2 separate regions of the Sus scrofa genome follow, and region 2 is linked to region 1. A link is a contact called in public promoter capture Hi-C data. All regions are on one chromosome and are shown on one strand. The core of a region is the stretch at or near the end of the contact, and the rest is flanking DNA. Distances in the headings are between cores, read along the strand shown. Region 1 overlaps C4H1orf226. Region 2 holds the start of C4H1orf226.

Region 1 (4,496 bases), core at 951-3,450:
TCACTGACTGGCTAATGCAGGCAAGGCCCGGGGAAAGACCACAGCGTCACACTCTCCTGGGGTAAATGGACAGGGCCTTCATAAATGGGCACAATGTAAAGGTCCCGGGATCTTGGGATTCCCAGCTCACATCTTCTCTCTGGAAACTTCTCAGTTCCACAGCCTCAGCCCAAAGCATTTCCAAATGAGGTTCAAGAAGACAACCCTCTTACTACAGAGGTGGACAACGCAACCCGAAGCAGTCAGCAGATGGCAGAAGAGGGGCGTGTTCTCCTCCCTCCTGGACCCTCCCTGCTGCCTGCATCCTTATCAACGCTCGCCCTTCAGGTCCCAAACCTGGCTTGGCTTCCATTCCGTCACCCTGCCTACCTTCTCAAACCCTTCAGGTCTTCCGGCCACACTGTGTCCTCTCTCAGAAAATACACACGAGCAGTAGGAAATCTGATATTCTGCTTATATCTAGAATTTACCACCTGTGATGTGCCCATCTGAGTTAGTTCCTTAACCAATCCTCTGTCCTGACATCTGCTAAAACCTTGGTATCATAGGAGCAAGCAATTTCAAACCCAGAAGAAACCTTAGGAATCATGTCCAAGGTTATGTCGCAAAAGAAAGATTAAGGAAGAACATATGAAAAGCATTTAGCACAGCTGGGTATCCTGCCAGCGCTTAATAAATGTTCGCCATTATGATTCCATCTAAAGTTACTCTTTCTCAGACTGCCTTGTTTCCTTCCCAGTATTTAACACAGTGATTTGCACTTAGGGGTTTGCCTCATTTGCATGGTCACTATCTGCCTTCCCCAACAGATGGAAGCTCCCTGAGGTCTGGGACCTTGCCCTCATATTCCTGCATTTCCAGCCCTTAGAACAGGGCCTGCCTGGCAGAGTAAGACTCAAATTATCTACTGAATGAGTGAGAGGCAATTGCCACCCACAGAAGTTCCATGACTTGCCCAAGGACACAGTTCAGGGCAGAACTGGAGTCAAAAATCCCATTCTCCCCACTCCAAGCCAGCACAACTGCTCCAGTTCTTCCTGGCCTGCAGAAACTGCTCTTGGTGCACAGCTGAGCGTCCTGCTGAGCAGGATTATGAATGTGACCTGGGTGAAAGTTCTCGCCTCATTTAGCATGAAACAAAGCAGCATTAACTGCAGCGGCAGCAGTGGCCCCAGATTCCAGGGCACTCACTCAGCCAATGACCTTCTACTAAGTGCTCTGGGGGGAGGGGACGAAAAAGAGAAAAGTGGCCTCGAGGGTTCCCACTCCCCACTTCTGAAGTCTGCTCTCCAGGTGCAGAGGTGAGCAGGACAGGGAGCGGGGACCTAGAAGTTTTACTGGGGTCCTTACCCCCGCCTGCAACAAGACAGAGGCCTCAGTGCAGGTTTTCCTCTCCCCTCTTCTCTCCCGAACCGCCCCCCCCAACACTCACACACCAGAAAAGCTTCCAAAATGCTTGAAATGCAGCTGCACACCACATCTTTATTTATTTGTAGTCTAAGAGGAATGAGGCACTTATATTTCTTCCTCTCTCTCCCAGCCCATCTGAAAAAGGAAGTACTATTTGAAGGCCATCTGATGTAACTGTGTCACTATTGATCAGGGGCTCAGCGGGGGCCAATGAATGTGCCAGAGATCACAGCAGAATCCTTCCTGCTCCTCAACATTAAGGGGCTGGGTGCAAAATAAATAATTGTGGTGACTTGTCTTTATGCAGCTAATGCCCTGCGATTCTCTAAAACACACAGAGGGTAAGACCGAACCATTCAATGTGCCCACGGAGAGGCTGCCTCTTTGGGTTCTTTTAGTCTCCATAAGCAAAAGCTTAGATGGATTGGCTTGATTATTTTTCTTATTATGAAGCCTCTGACTGATACAGCAAAGAGGAAAGAAAAAAGCAGTTAAGACAGAAAGCCTGTTCAGGTCTTCCAACTATTAGCTCTTGAATGAAAGCCTTTAGCTCGGCAGTTAAGATCTCTGGGTTGCATTAGATGCAAGTGTGGAGCAGAGGCTACTAGGGCTACATTCTGATCAGGGAGCGTTTTCCACCCCACTCACTCACCTGGGATGCTTACGTGGCAGCAGGTTATTTGCCTTAGGAAAAAAAAGGAAAAGGGGGAAGCCCAAGGCATGGTGAGAGGCAAAGAGAAACACTGACGTTCCATGATGATGAAATCATCTCCAGTAAAGCCACCAGGTAAGCCAGGAATGGAGCAATCAACAAGGAACATGATGAAATCATAGGAAGGTCAGACCTAACTGCAGCGCTTAATTGGCCTTAAAGGTCATTTGACCTAACACTTCAATTTACAGAAGGAAAACCTGAGGCTCAAAGAGAACAGGATATAGTTTGTCAGTGGCAGAATCAGAACCAAAGTGGGTTTCCCTACCCTGCACTGACGCACCAAAATTACAGTAGGAAATAAGCAGTCCGGGCGAACATACACCAGTGCTCCAACAAGGCCTGGTTCACAACATTAAACTCAAATTGAGCTGGACAAGGAAGCCTGTGTGCAGATACCAGAATGATTAAGGGGTCAAAAACAAACCAATGAAAAATTGCAGGGAATAAAGATTTGTAGAAAAAGGGAGATCATCGCTGATTCACTGAATGCTTTTGGGGATGGGACTGAAGATGTTCATTATGAAAATGGAGCAGTGACACTGAAGGAAGGAAAAAATTACTCCACTATTGGAGAGGACCAGGAAACTGAAGAAGCACAGTGATGAGAAGACCTCAGGATGACATTAGAGAGGGGCCTCCCAGCACCAACACTCTATACCTGCTAAATTCTAAGTACTTCAACTCTCCGAACCTGTTTCATCCACAGGCTATATAGCTAGTATCTGTACTGCCTCTAAGTCAAGGCTGTCACAAGAAACAAAATTAGATAAGGAAGGTCAAAGTAAAGTTTTTAAAATATCATATAAAAAGATGATGTTCTTTATATCAAACCTCTTGCTTTGTAGGCCAACAAGACTTGAAGATGCCAAATTTGTCACTTTACAATAATGCCCTCTTGGATTCTCTTAGACTAACAATTGTGCATAAAACAAGGTGATCCAAAATGGAAGGGAGGGAGCTCCACTTGTGGCTCAGTGGGTTAAGAACTCCACATAGTGTCTGTGAGGATGCAGGTTCAATCCCTGACCTTGCTCAGTGGGTTAAGGATCTGGCATTGCCACAAGCTGCTGTGTAGGTGCAGATGCAGCTCAGATCTGGCTGTGCCATGACTGTGACGTAAGAAGCTTCAGCTGCAGCTCCAATTCAACCCCTAGCCTGGGAACGTCCATATGCTGCAGGTGCAGCCATTTAAAAAAAAGGGAATGGAGTTAAGGGGAGGATGAAAGTGAGAATTCAACCCAAACAGGCAGAGGCTCAAATAGGAGGGAAGGGATGAAGGGCCTGATCAGAGAGTGTCACCAGTAACCAAACCACACAGACATGGAGAGACTCCCCACCACCATGACCAGCACCCCCAGCAGGAATGGCTCCCTATGACACTGCTCACAGAACCTCACAAGATAGGCTCAGTTTGAGGTAAATACCTTGTCACACACTTCCCTTCAGATGAATAATCTGACCAGAAAAACCTTCCTGGAGTTGGGGATACAGACTCTCAAGTACAATGGTCTTTTATCAATGAACGAAAGCCCACAACCAAGTAAAATTTCCAGATAACTGGCATGCACCCCTATTAAATCACCAACTTTTTCCCTTCTCTCTTTTCTCTTTCTTGACTAGAAATTGTCCTAAAATATATTATACTCTTCCCTAAGAATTGAGACTCTGAATTAGAATCAAACGTATTTCTTCAAGATTCATAATAACCATTACATACATCAATTAATATAAGCTAGTATCAGCAATGACTCCTTGAGAAATGTCTCCAGGTTACTACTCTGCATTTTGAGCCTTTGAGGCTGATTTTTTGGGATTTTTCTAAAGCTTTCTACACTGTTAGCAGCAAGAATGGTAATAATATGCCATGTATGCTTCCGCCTTTAACAACCGTCACCAAATCCTCAAGTACAAACAAGTACTAGCAAGACAAATCTAACAACATATAAAAAGGATTATATACAATGACCAAGTAGAATTTATCCCAAGAATGCAAGACTGGCTCAGCATATGAAAAATCAATTAATGTACCATACCATATTAATAGAATAAAAAGACAAAGACCATATATGATCTTCCTAAGAGACATAAAGTAACAAAAAAGCAATATTCTTTCATGATGAAAACACTCAACAAATTACCAATGGAAGAGAACTTCCTCAACCTAATAAAAAGCATCTACAAAAATCCAGGCCAACATCATATTAAAAATAAAGGACTGAATGCTTTTTCTCGAAGATCAGGACCAAGTCAAAGATGTTCACACTCATCAACACTTCAATTCAACATTGATCTCCAAGTCCTAGCCAGTGAAATTAGGTAAGAAAAGAAACAAAAGGCATCCAGACTGAAAAAAGCAGTAGCAAAACTATCT
Region 2 (4,496 bases), core at 1,170-3,669, 73 kb after region 1:
TCTCTTCCACCTCTACGCAGGTCTTGACTGAGATGGTTTGAATGTACTGGTGTCCAGCCCTGACTACAAAGACTGGGAGTTAGAACCTAGTTCTCAAAGTCAGCCTTGTCCTTTCTTTCCTACCATGCCATTCTCAAAACAGAACTCTTGGTCTGCTATGTCCCAAATCTGCACTGGGAGCACAGCCAGGACCAAGAGTTTCCCCCTCCTCTTACTGAGCACTACTGCATGTGAATCCAGGGAAGTTACTATAGGAACTACACCACGCAACCTCCAGACATTTGCTTAGGAAAGAAAAACTGCATGTTGGAAAACGGAGGGTAAGATCCAGGGAGTTGGAGGCAAGCTTCAAGCCCAGTGTTTTTCAAAGTCTGGTCCCAATCACCTGCATTAAATCACCTGGGATGCTCCTCAGAGGTACACAATTCCCAGCTCTCACTTGGGTGTATCATATTAGAATGAAGGTGTGGCAAGAATCAGACTTTTAACAACCTCACCTGGTGATTCTTATGCATGCTCGTTTAGCAGACCTAGCTAGGACCAAATGCAGAGACTATGAGAATTGAATAAAAAGGTTAAAAACACTTTCATTCTAATTTCTCTTCTTCTTTCTTGCAAAACAGAGCACTGGCAAATCAAACAAGACAAAAGCCAATTTCCCAGCTTATGCATGTCCAAGAAAATTAAATCATGACCGTAATGAAAACTCATAATTTAAATTTAAACACTTGCTTACGAAAGCAACAGGCCCAGACAAAAATTAACCCAAACATCCTATCTTAGACCAACCAGATCTATTCTGAGAGAAGCGAGATAAGATCTTGGCTACAGCCCCACTCTGATCCCAACCATACCCAGAAATTCAGCTCTGCATTCCACTGCAGGGTTTGATGTCTCAGGGAACAGAGGGTGTCCTCCCAGCTCCAGCAAATATGATTGAGGGAAGGTTATTTTTAAAAAGGTAAGATTCACCAATTCACACATCTCCATGAAAAGGAAAAAACTAAAAGATAACCGACCATACTGGGCTCATATCAAACACTAGAAAAGATGTTTCATGAACTGAAGGAAATTGCCACCTGATGGAGTAATCCCTGCCTGAGATGCAAACACCCTGCATCTACAAAGTCATGAAGGAGAAAAAAAAGGAATGAAGAGAAAATTGTCTCCATATCAAAACCAGCAAGACACAACCTACTGGAAGTGCACTATTTACCAATAGCAGGCACACAGTAGGTGCCTGAGTCTTGGGGGGAGGGCATCAAGCAGCATGAAGGAAGAGCAGAAGCACTCTTCCCATGTGATGGGCAGTGGGAGTCCCAGCTGTAATCTCAGAAACCAGAACTCCTCACTCGGGAAGGGCATCACAGGGGGCCCGCCTTATTCACACCTGAAGGTCCAGTACAGAGGCTTCCACCCCGCCCCCGCCCCCCAGGATAGACCTGGGGCTCTGAGCTGAAAATTCCAGTCACCCCTGATAAATTCTCCAGCAGCTGTCCCCTACTAGTTGCTGAAACTTAACTTTATGCCACAAAACTAGCAAATGGGCAGCTTTCACCACACTTCCCCCCTTCAATGCCTGGCACTCGCAAAGGAGTCTTGGCAAATAAGGCATTTAGGAAGTGGTTCTGACACCTGGCCCAGGTTACCTGGAATCTAAAAACAAAAACCACCCTGTATTATTTTCCTCAATCAGGAGGCAGGTATTTCCCCTTTAAAAGACTTTCCTGAAAGCACCTCTCTCACAGGATCCCAATGATTAAATAACATCAGAGCTTCCCTAAACCGATTCTAAAGAACCACGGCCGGGCTGCGCACACCCACTGGTTTTTCCTCCTCAGAAGGAGGGATATGGGAAGTAACTCAATCAGTCCTGGGCGGGTAAGGATGGGGGAGTCTGCAGGTGGGAGAAGGGGTGAAGCAATACCGCTCAAACTTTGCAGTTGCTCTTTAGCAGTTCTGGGCAGAAGCCCAGAGAATTCTATACTGGGAAGGGGCAGTCACCCTCCCTAACAGAAAGGCCCTCAAATCAGCCTAACCCACCAGCTCTGCGCATCCCATTCACTCAGACATGCCCTCTCCGGGCAGTCCCCTCTCCAGGGCCCCCTCACCTTGGCCTCGAAGCAGATGCCGTGTTGGAAGGCGTCCTCGTTGTGCAAGGGGATCCGCAGGTCGTGCCCATCGTCCACAAGGTTGTACTTGGTTTTGCTGGGCATGGTGACCCTCGGTGGACCGGCTCCTCCAGAGGCGGCGGCGGTGGCAGGAAGGGGCTGGTAGGACCCCGGGGAGGGGAGATGGGAGCCGAGCGCGGCGGCTCGTGGATGGGGCGCAAGCGGAGGGTCGCGGGGCGGAGTGCGCCCTGGCCGCGCGGCGACGGTGGAAGCCGGGACTCCGATCAACGCCTAGGGCCGGGCGGCGCGGGTGCGGGCGACGCGAGCGGCGCTGTGGCCGCGCAATTCCTGCCGGCAAGGAGGGTGGCGGGGGCGGCGGCGGGGGCGGGCGTGCGCGGCGCCCCGGCCGGGGGAGGGGAGCGGTGGGCGCGCGGCCCGCGGTGGGACTGGGCGCGGCGCCGGCCTGGGAGCAGTGGCGCGGGCAGCCCGGGACGAGGAAGAAAAGGCGACGGCGGTGGCGGCGGCGGCGGAGCAGGGTGCCTGTCACGGAGACGCCGGATCAGCCGCCGGCGAGCGGCTCCTCCTGCGGGGCGGGCCCGGGCCGGCTCCTCCCGCGGGGCGCCCAGGCCCCGCCTGTCGCCGGGTCCGCCCCCGCGCTGCCCGCGGAGCAGGTGAAAGTCCCTGGGAGCGCCGCGCCCAGTCCTGGTTGTGTCCTGCGGCCCGACCCCGAGAACTTCGCCCTGGCCCTAGCCAGCCGGGGTCTCAGGAACACGGGCACAGTCTTGTTTTTGTTTTTTACAGTTTGATTCTGAGCCAGACTACTAATAGTTAGCAGTAGTGGCGCCTTTGGGTTGGAGGTTTGTTTTTGTTTGGGGAGGGGGGAGGGGCTGTGTTTGTTGTTTTGTTTTTGCGTTCTACCTGGAAGGCCCAAGTCCTGGCCCAAATACATTTAGATTATTAATTCTGAGAGTTCCCGTTCTCTGGAGAATGAAGACTGTAACCAAATGGGGGACTATTGCAGGTGTTTTGTGTTCTTTTGAGTAGTGATTTGTGAGTTGTGTATTGGGAGGGTTGGGGGATGCCTTTGGGGATAGTTTTAATAGTTAAAAGCCATAAGCCCTGTGGAAATGGAGTAGGCCAAAAGGGGTACTAGAGAAGGAAGAATCTACACCTTTTTATTTTCTTAGACAGCCTATACCTGGGTATGGACAAAATGAACTTACAAGGTTTTGGGGTGTTTTTTTGTTCGTTTGTTTTTGGTCTTTTTGGGGCCACACCCTCAGCATCTGGAGGTACCCAGGCTAGGGACTGAATTGGAGCTGTAGCCTACCTCACAGCCCTAGCAATGGCAGATCCGAGTGCATCTGTGACCTACACCACAGCTCATGGCAACACCTGATCCTTAACCCCCTGAGCGAGGCCAGGGATTGAATCTGCGTCCTCATGGATGCTAGTCAGATTCATTTCCGCTGAGCCATGGGAACTTCATCCAAGATATTTCTAATTTATGTTATTCTTCCTACCTTAGTAAGTGCTTGGATGTGGTTAAGAAGAAGCTCATTCATTTCTCTCTGTTACATCAAGAGTTTTTTGCCATGCAAAAATGTGCAAAGGAAGGGCCCATAGGAGTAATTAGTAACCAATTATTTAGTATCTGTCAAACCCCACAGGTAGAGGTGCATGATAACTATGTTCTACATGGCTTTATATTACCCTAGAGTCATCAAAAGTAACCAAATAAGCTAATGCCAAAGCCAGCCCAACCTGAGATCACTGAGACCAGATGGTCAGCTCCTCTGTTGAATTCATCAACTTAAACCGGCTTTTAATGCCTTGTGAACACGTCCACAAAGGGCAGCTTGAAAATCAAATGACTGCTTATTGTATAGTCAGGGCTTGGAACCACCATAAAACACCACAGTGAAATCATTTGCAGGAATTCCCATCGTGGCTCAGTGGTTAATGAATCTAACTAGGAACCATAAGGTTGCGGGTTCGATCCCTGGCCTAGCTCAGTGGGTCAAGGATCTGGTGTTGCCTGTGAACTGTGGTGTAGGTCGCAGACGCGGCTTGGATCCCGTGTTGCTGTGGCTCTGGTGTAGGCCAGCGGCTACAGCTCCGATTAGACCCCTAGCCTGGGAACCTCTGTGTGCCGCTGGTGGGGCCCTAGAAAAAGACAAAAAAAAAAATTCGCAAAAGCGTGTCTTCCTATACCATTTCAATTTGAAGTATATATAAGAGTACACATTATTGCCATAATCTTATTTCTCATTTTGTCCCATAGTGCTAGAGTACAATTGCCCTTTCCTATGTATTACCTACTCCCTGTCTGCTGAAATTACTGGTCAAGATGTAGCATCTTCTGGGATATCTCCTTGTCTAAAA

What was found. Promoter capture Hi-C pulls out the DNA fragments that hold promoters and counts their contacts.
Region 2: a contact with region 1 is called in a promoter capture Hi-C map of liver, with 8 times the contacts expected there. The contact joins the promoter of C4H1orf226 here to the enhancer-like site in region 1. A contact is called at or near these places in 3 of 5 promoter capture datasets (fetal liver and liver) and 7 of 47 Hi-C or Micro-C datasets (brain, embryonic fibroblasts, fetal liver and 2 more).

Annotation. Positions count from the first base shown.
Region 1 is chr4:88,396,366-88,400,861 of Sscrofa11.1, forward strand. The region is part of intron 1 of C4H1orf226; the gene reads right to left. Among named protein-coding and RNA genes, the nearest start is that of C4H1orf226, 73 kb to the right of the region's middle. Within about 2 kb of position 2,201, at least 11 of the 83 cell types and tissues checked have an H3K27ac peak or open chromatin away from gene starts, as enhancers often do. A contact at or near this core is called in fetal liver and liver, where this site is marked.
Region 2 is chr4:88,469,322-88,473,817 of Sscrofa11.1, forward strand. It overlaps C4H1orf226, which reads right to left and starts at 2,420. Exons shown (of 14, transcript XR_002343372.1): 1 at 2,112-2,420.